3 separate regions of the Mus musculus genome follow, and regions 2 and 3 are each linked to region 1. A link is a contact called in public ChIA-PET and promoter capture Hi-C data. All regions are on one chromosome and are shown on one strand. The core of a region is the stretch at or near the end of the contact, and the rest is flanking DNA. Distances in the headings are between cores, read along the strand shown. Region 1 holds the start of Zdhhc1 (zinc finger, DHHC domain containing 1). Region 2 holds the start of Nutf2 (nuclear transport factor 2). Region 3 holds the start of Ranbp10 (RAN binding protein 10).

The links. ChIA-PET counts read pairs in DNA pulled down with a chosen protein or histone mark. Capture Hi-C pulls out chosen DNA fragments and counts their contacts.
Region 2: a promoter capture Hi-C map of adipose tissue shows a contact between it and region 1. The contact joins the promoter of Nutf2 here to the promoter of Zdhhc1 in region 1. A contact is called at or near these places in 2 of 39 promoter capture datasets (cranial neural crest and second pharyngeal arch cranial neural crest), 3 of 115 datasets of contacts at active chromatin or transcription factors (bone marrow-derived macrophages, embryonic stem cells and large pre-B cells) and 2 of 9 other capture datasets (adipose tissue and pancreatic islet).
Region 3: a contact with region 1 is called in an RNA polymerase II ChIA-PET map of effector CD8 T cells, with 7 read pairs. The contact joins the promoter of Ranbp10 here to the promoter of Zdhhc1 in region 1. A contact is called at or near these places in 2 of 39 promoter capture datasets (both in the C10 cell line), 3 of 115 datasets of contacts at active chromatin or transcription factors (bone marrow-derived macrophages, effector CD8 T cells and extraembryonic endoderm stem cells) and 2 of 9 other capture datasets (macrophages and pancreatic islet).

What each region holds. Positions count from the first base shown.
Region 1 is chr8:105,495,788-105,498,323 of GRCm38.p6, reverse strand. Zdhhc1 (zinc finger, DHHC domain containing 1) reads left to right here and starts at 1,262. Exons shown (of 14, transcript NM_175160.5): 1 at 1,262-1,514.
Region 2 is chr8:105,859,271-105,861,806 of GRCm38.p6, reverse strand. Nutf2 (nuclear transport factor 2) reads right to left here and starts at 1,274. Exons shown (of 5, transcript NM_026532.4): 1 at 1,102-1,274.
Region 3 is chr8:105,825,946-105,828,481 of GRCm38.p6, reverse strand. Ranbp10 (RAN binding protein 10) reads left to right here and starts at 1,274. Exons shown (of 14, transcript NM_145824.5): 1 at 1,274-1,532; 2 at 2,293-2,404. The coding sequence starts at 1,298. Tsnaxip1 (translin-associated factor X (Tsnax) interacting protein 1) reads right to left here and starts at 738. Exons shown (of 16, transcript NM_024445.4): 1 at 655-738. The coding sequence starts at 695.

The sequences.
Region 1 (2,536 bases), core at 13-2,512:
ATCTTTAAAAAAAAAATGTGCATTGGTGTTTTGCCTGCATGTGTGTCTGTGTGAGAGTGTCAGATCTTGGAGTTACAGACAGTTGTGAGCTGTCATACATGTGCTAGGGTTTGAACCTGGGTCCTTTGGAAGAGTGCTTAGTGCTCTTAACTGCTGAGCCATCTCTCTGACTCCCCCTGACCCACAAATAAATCTTTTTCTAAAGGTTTGTTTATTTATTTTATATATATGAGTGATATATATATATCACTAGGAGAGGGAATCACATCCCATTATAAATGGTTATGAACACCCCACCCCACCCCCTATGCAGTTGCTGGGAATTGAACTCAGGACCTCTGGAGGAACAGCCATTACTCTTAACCTATGATCCATCTCTTCAGCTCCCCTCAAATAAATCTTTTCTTAAAAAAAGCATGTGGTGGCACATGCTTCAATTCTAACACTCTGGAGCCTGAGGCAGGCAGATCTGTGAGTTTGAGGCCAGCCTGGTTTACATAGTGAGTTTCAGGTCAGCCAGGGCTACTACTCTGTCTCAATCCCCATCACACCCCTAAACAAAAACAATAAAACCCCCCAAAACAAAAAACAAAACATTTGAAGAAAAAAATTAGACATTTTGTGTTATCAATACTAAATTCTTATACTTCACACCTTACATTGTAGTTGCTCACATTTTCAGTTGGGTAAGGCATTTGTTTAGGTCTGTCTCCTTCAACCTGTTATTTCCTTCAAGGGCAGGAATCCCTGAGTGCTCCTCATGATGTGCCTGGCACTTAACACATACTTTGAGAGTGCAGCAGCCATATCTTTACTAGAATTCCAGCAAATTTGGGAGGCAAAGGTGGGAGAATCGCAAATTTGAGGCCAGCATGTGACCCTGTTTCTAATACACACATGCACACGTGCGCGCACATGTACACACACTCACACACAATTTAAAATAAAAGAAAATGAGCAAAAACCCTAGATTAGTTGGGGTCTTCCCAAGAGTGATTTAGAGGAGAAACTAGATACATGACACGTTTTGAGGAGAGTAGGATTCTTGGAAGACAAATTGTAGATGGGAGGTGGAAGAGAGTGTATTTTCCCTGTGAAAGGTTATGGGGGAAAATGAGAGTGGGCATGCTTTAGAGTCAGGGGGCACTTGGCAAACTCCGCCCAGAGCCACGATGCTCCTGCGAAGTGACGCAGCGCGGTTTGGCCGCTGTGGGGCGCCGTAGTTCGCGCTGTTGCCAGGGGAACGGGCCCCGCGCCGGGCAAGGCCCAGCCTGCCTTGGCCTGGCACGGCTGCACTGCCAGCGGGTCCTTGCTAAGGCGGAAGGACTCTGAGGCCCAACCTCCGTCCGGGATGGAGCCGCGCTCCGGGACGCGTCTCCTCCGTGTCCGGGGGACCGACTTTGCCCGGACGGTCTGAAGTGCGGCCGCCCTGGGGAGGGTGGACGGGCAGGGCGGGGCCGAGCCGCTGGCTGACCTTGGCAGGCCGCATCTGGCGCGGCTGCCACCACGCGCAGGTGAGGAGCGGCTGCAGCGTTTCTCACCTCCGAGCTTGGCCTGAGCCACCGGCCCGCGCTGCGCCGGTGCCTGGCGGGACTCTGGGCCTGTCTCGGCCTGCTGCTGGGTTTCGCCGACCCAGTGGAGCGCGGGACTTCCTTTTATCATTAATCAGGGCCATAGATCCGCACTGAGCGCCCACCGATCGCCAGGCAATGTGCCATGCGTCGGGCCTCCGAGCCTTCAGCCTTCGCAACCCACAGAGAATTAAGTGATGGGTTGGGGAAACAGGCGCCAGACACGTGACTAGAGTAATTTCAGGTCTCATTAAGGGTTCGGGTGGGCCCTAAAGGTGATGCTTAAACACGGAGGCTGGGAAGGAGCCGGAATTGCGACTAGGGGAAGGGTGTTTCTGAAAGAGGGAAAAGCGAACAAAAAAGTCCAGGTAGCAGAGCATTAGTATAGTATGGGACGGAAATGCTAGGGTAGTTCCTAAAGTGAGGGTTTTCAACTTTTATCCCAGAACGTGAAGGGAGTCCCTGAAGCGTTTAATGAGTTTCAAATTTTCAAAAGGGCTTTATCCTCTCTGTCTGCTGAGCAGAAATCATTTGAAGATTACCATAGTGCAGCGAGTGTAGCCGAGCCTCCTGGAACCCACAAATCTCTCCCGGTCCTCATCTGTGCATACGGAGTGTTGTTGTCATGTTCTCGTGTCACGTGTCATGAGACAAAGTAACAGGGGATCGTGGAGGTGGGGTGGATGGGGGAGGCCACATATGAGACCAAGGACTAGAGATCTGTGGGAACAGTTTGAAATCATAGGGCTACCTCAGAGTATTGAATTAAGTGAATTTCTGTGTAAGCGCTTCAAGCAGCGCCTGGCGTAGAATAAGTGCCTTCTAAGTGGCAGCAACGGCTGTTATTATGGAAACAGCATAAGGGCTCAGTGATCTTAGGGTAGCAGAGCTGGTAAGAAGTGGGTGGCTTCACTTCCTTTACCAAGGGCGAGCTAGGTTAGATGAGGGTGGTCACTCCTTTTGTG
Region 2 (2,536 bases), core at 25-2,524, 360 kb before region 1:
GCCATTGCTAAGGTACTTTCTCTAGACCCATCCAGCTTCTTGACTGTTCACAGGCAGCCCTAGCACACGTGAAGAGAAAGCAGACATCGTGACTTCTAGTTCTAGATCTACAAAACAACTTCAAAAGGCAAAAACAGTCTAAGCCAGTGCCATAGGCACAAGGCCCCTTCCACCTTCTCTGGGCTCAAAAACCTCAAGCATGGAGTCCATTTCTTCATGAATTAAATCCGACCTCATCACTTCAGTAAGGAGTCATCTTCCTGCTAACTCTAGGAGGTTCTAACGTACTTTAGAATTGGGCCCTGACTGAGAAATCTAACAAAAACACTGGAGGCTCACACAACCCACCCCAGAGCTGGAGTCTAGTCATGGATAAGATTGGAGCTGCCTCTCCAAAGATACTAGGTCCTTATTTTCCAGGACTAGCTAGAGGTAAAGTCCCACGAGGCATCCCCTCCCACCCCAGAATCCCTGCCCTTGTCCTCCATGCTGGACACTGCAGCACCGGTTCTACCGAGGTAGAGGTTAAGTTTCGTGCACTCCCAGCAGGCAATCAAGCAGAGAAGCGTTCACCTACATCCTAGCCGGGCTATGGTTTGGAACCGGGCAATGGTCCCAAGCCCCAGCAGCGGCAGGAGGGCCACCCTTACCCATGCTGGCTCTGGAGCGAGCTGGGTGGCGTTGCCCATCCCCGGATCTTCGCCGGCGGGTGGTGGGACGTGGGTCTGGGATCGGCCCGCCAACCTGCCTGCAGAGGTTGCAGGATTCGAGCAAGCCAGGCAAGGCCACACAGGGCCGGGCCCTGAGAGCTATCCTGATCGTCCGGACAAAAGAAAAAGATCTGGCCATCAGCCAAGACACAGGGTGGCCCGGACAGCCGTCCATCAGGCTCTCAGCATTCCCCGGGCCGCGGCCGCAGACAATCCGCGGTAGGCGGAGCCGCGCGCGACACATGGTGCGGGCCCCGTGCCTCTTCGGGCCGCCGTGGGGGTGTGAAGAGGGGAGGGGCCTCCCAGGGCCTCGAAGCAGAAGCTCCCGGCGGCCTAGAGCGCGGCTCCTGCGGCCCAGCCCCCGCCCCGGAGCGCTGGCCCCAACACTCACCCGTGGGGCTGGCACGATGGCGGCAGCGGCGGCGGCAACCCAGCGCGGTCTGCGACCGACTGTCCCTTCCCCCTTGCCTTCCCTCGCCCGTCCCGCTGCACTCAGGGAAACGTAGTCCCAGTATGCTCCTTATACGCCTTAGTGAGCTTAGCTAGAACTACATTTCCCAGAATGCCATTCGCAGAGGCGCAGCCACGGCTCGCAGCGCGGGAGGAGAGGCTAAGTTAGGGAGGGAGGCGGTCCGGGTGAGCCCCTGAGAATTGTGGTCTAGCGGAAGCCTCTGGAACACGGAGTTGGCGCCAGGCAAGGATCAGGTCTCGGTTGTAGCTGGGTCCCAGCTGGCTTGGCCCCGCCTAAGTGTATGTGGCCTATGGAGCCTGACCCCGCCTCCATGGGAGCCTGGTTTAGCTTGGAGCTGGCTGGCTTGTCCCAGCAGCCCCTCCCTAGGCCCCTAGTCCAAAGCCTACTCCCTTTAGGCGCCCTGGCTACCAGCTCTGCTCCTCTAGCATCAACCCACGGGGGCGAAACCCACTCCTCTCTTGTTCAATGAGTTAGCTGTGTCTCAGAGGAAGCCACTTATCCCAAAGTTGGTTGGAAGGTAACTAGGTTTTTATTGAAACTCTAAACACTCATCTAAGGTGGGCCCATAGTTGGAGAGGTTAACCTCACGTGTACAGAGAGGTATTTTTAAAAACAGAATCGTGAGGGTTTTCTTTTTTTGATTTCCAGGTTTACTTGTTTTGTTGGAGCAGACAGGGCAACTATTTTTGTTTGTTTATTTGTGTTGAGGAGGGATGAGCCACGACATGGGTGTGGAGGAGAGAAGCAGCTTTCTGGAGTCAGTTCTTCCACCATGGGGGCCTTGAAATCAGATTCTCTCAGGTTTAGCGACCCACGGAGCCAGCTCACCTTCCAACTTTAATTTTTATTGAAAGATAACTGGCGAAACGTAATTTTCCTAAATGGCCAGACTGTAAATAATCTTCCCACCCCTTCCCCTTTACTTTCAATATCCTTTTCAGTTTCCTGGGTGACACAAATATTTGAAGTAACGCCTCTCCGTCCCGCCTGTGCTGGGCAAATGGCTCTGCTACCAACCCACAGAACCACAGAAAAGGAAAATGGCTGCAAACACCCCTATCTTCCTAGTCAGAAGACTCTTTAATACTTCTGTTTTGCCCTCTTAGCCTCACCCCACCTCCTGGAGATGACTGATAAAACCAGGCTAAGCTTCTTGATTAAAGCCCCTGTCTAAACTGGGCAGTGGTGGCACGTGCCTTTAATCTCTGCACTTGGGAGGCAGAGACAGCAGATTTCTGAGTTCAAGGCCAGCCTGGTCTAAAGAGTGAGCTCCAGGACTTCCAGGAGACAGAGAAACCCTGTCTCGAAAAACAAAACAAACCAAAAAAAAAAAAAAAAGAGAAAAAAAATCCTC
Region 3 (2,536 bases), core at 25-2,524, 330 kb before region 1:
ATATTTTTTCATAGACAGTAATTTTCCTGGATTATGCCTTTGATGGGAAACAGTTGTCTCTTTCAACCTGCTGCTGCCTGTTTCTCGGAGACTTTTTTTTTCCTTCAGGGACAATCATAACATTGGTATTTTCTGTCCTTGGAACCTCTGTAGGCTTATTATTATTATTTTAATTCATTTATTTTAAGATGGGTCTCTCCATATAGCCCTGACTGTCCTGCAACTCTCACTGTTCAACAGGCTGTCCTTTTGTAGCCTTTTTCTACCAAGGCAGCAGACCTTGAAAGATTAGAGTTGAGAATGAAATCACCTCTCTCGCCCTTCTTCCACTACTGGGAATGAGCAGGTGGGAAACTGAATGCTTCTTATAAACAGGAGTTGTGAGAATTTCACATATAATTATAATAAGGCACTTCGTTTTTTAGTGTCTAGCTAAGATCATCTATCTACGATAAAGTACACCTGCACTTTTGGCAGCTTGTAACGTTCTTACTGGACTGACGAGTCAGCCCCAATTCTATTACAACTGTATCGCTGATTCTGCGGCGCTGAAGTCCTACCCAAAGAACAGACAGTGCAGCGATCGGAATCAGTGTCATTTTTCTTTTTGGAAATATTCAAGTCTTCCCCGCCCTCAGCCCGGCCAGGTGCTACCTTGGCTTGGAGAAACTTTTACGCTCCTGTAGGTTGGCCATGACTTTGGAGCAGATGCAGGATTGAGCCGTTGCGGTAGTGTACAGTCCGTTGCCATAGGGACCAGACCCCAGCAGCCTCTGCGTTGAGGGCGGGCTCACAGTTGAGCCACGCCTCCAGCCCCCGCCCCCGTGAGCACTCTGGAGAAAGGCCAAGCAGTAAAAGTAGACCTGGAGCTGGGGATGGGGTATTCTGAGAACCAGTCAATACAGCAAATTTGATATTAGCTACAGAACTGAGGCAGAAGAATAAAGTGAGACCGTGGACGAGGAAGGCGAGCTTCGAGGTCTGGCCACTTGGCCAGTCGGGAATGGTAGTTCTCAGTGGTTCGGAGTCTTCGTTGTACTGGCTTGTGAGTGAGCAGTGATGTACTACATCTTCCGAAGTTCTCCAGGAACCCTCGTTGGCCGGCTTCTACAGCGCTATGCATTGTGGGATATGTAGTCTAAATCTGGCGAAGTATAGTAGTGTCCAGAGAAAGGTTGCCGGGACTCGGACTCAGTTTCCCTACGACCCTGGGATGCTCACGGCCCATTGGCTGAGCAAGGCAAATCTGGTTGCACTCCTCCCCGCCCCCAGTGACACAATAGCAGCTCCCTCCAAGATGGCGGCGGCGACGGCAGACCCGGGAGCTGGGAACCCGCAGGCTGGGGACTCCTCCGGTGGGGACTCCGGGGGCGGGCTACCGTCACCTGGAGAGCAGGAACTGAGTCGGCGCCTGCAGCGCTTGTACCCTGCGGTTAATCAGCACGAGACGCCGCTGCCGCGCTCCTGGAGCCCCAAGGACAAGTACAACTACATCGGCCTCTCCCAGGGAAACCTCCGTGTCCATTACAAAGGTATCAGCGGGTCTGGCCGCTGGGAGACAAGTTTACTGCGTCTGCAGGGAGGCTGTGCCCATTTTCCCTTTCTTTGCCCGGGTTTTCTGAGAGTTGGGCCTTAGCCCAGCGGAACGTCCAGAGTAGAGGGGTTGGTCAGGCCGGGGTTTACCCTGCTTCCTTTGCTCTGTTCCTAAATATTAGACTCAGAGACAACTGCATTAAATGTCCAAAACTAGACAGGACCTTCCACTTCAGGGCCACCCTTCTTTCCTGAGCTGGCTCCAATTTATGCTAGGCCCTTTACCACGGCTTAGTTTCAGTCTTTTTTTTGCAAAAAGAGGTGGTAACATTGCCACAGTAAGTGCATGGGCTGCCTGGCTGCCAGTCATCCCGGGACTGGGCTAGGCGCTGTGTGCTAAAGTTGTTGTTGGTGACTTCCATTTTTGCCACTTCCTTCCCCTGGGCTCCAGGCTGGGCTGTTTGGATTCTGGAGAGACGGACAACAGTATTCAGTGTCTCTCACACACTTCTGTTGCCTGTATCTACCTTGTTTTGTTTGTTGTGGAGGACAATATCTCTGTCAGGACTGTTGGTCTGGGGTGGAGATGATCTAAAGGCGGGAGGCTTAAGTGTTTACTCAGTTGTCTTATTATTCCTCAGAGAGTACAAGAACTTCTTCTGGCCAGGGAGGGTTGAATTTACCATGGCGTAGAGAAAAAGGAGGCCTTCATTTGCGTTTTTCTGGTGTTGACATTCCTTCCTTGGCTTCTTACATCAGGTCATGGCAAAAATCACAAAGATGCAGCCTCTGTACGTGCCACCCACCCCATCCCAGCAGCCTGTGGTATTTACTATTTTGAAGTAAAGATTGTCAGCAAAGGAAGAGATGGGTAAGCCTACTTAACTATCCCTTTCCCTCCTCAACATAGGACTGATGTTCCCCGTTGTCAGTGTTTGAAGCTCCTGAACTAGTATCAGGGACTGATATTAGCCTGCTGACCTACTTGGATCCGGGCTACCAC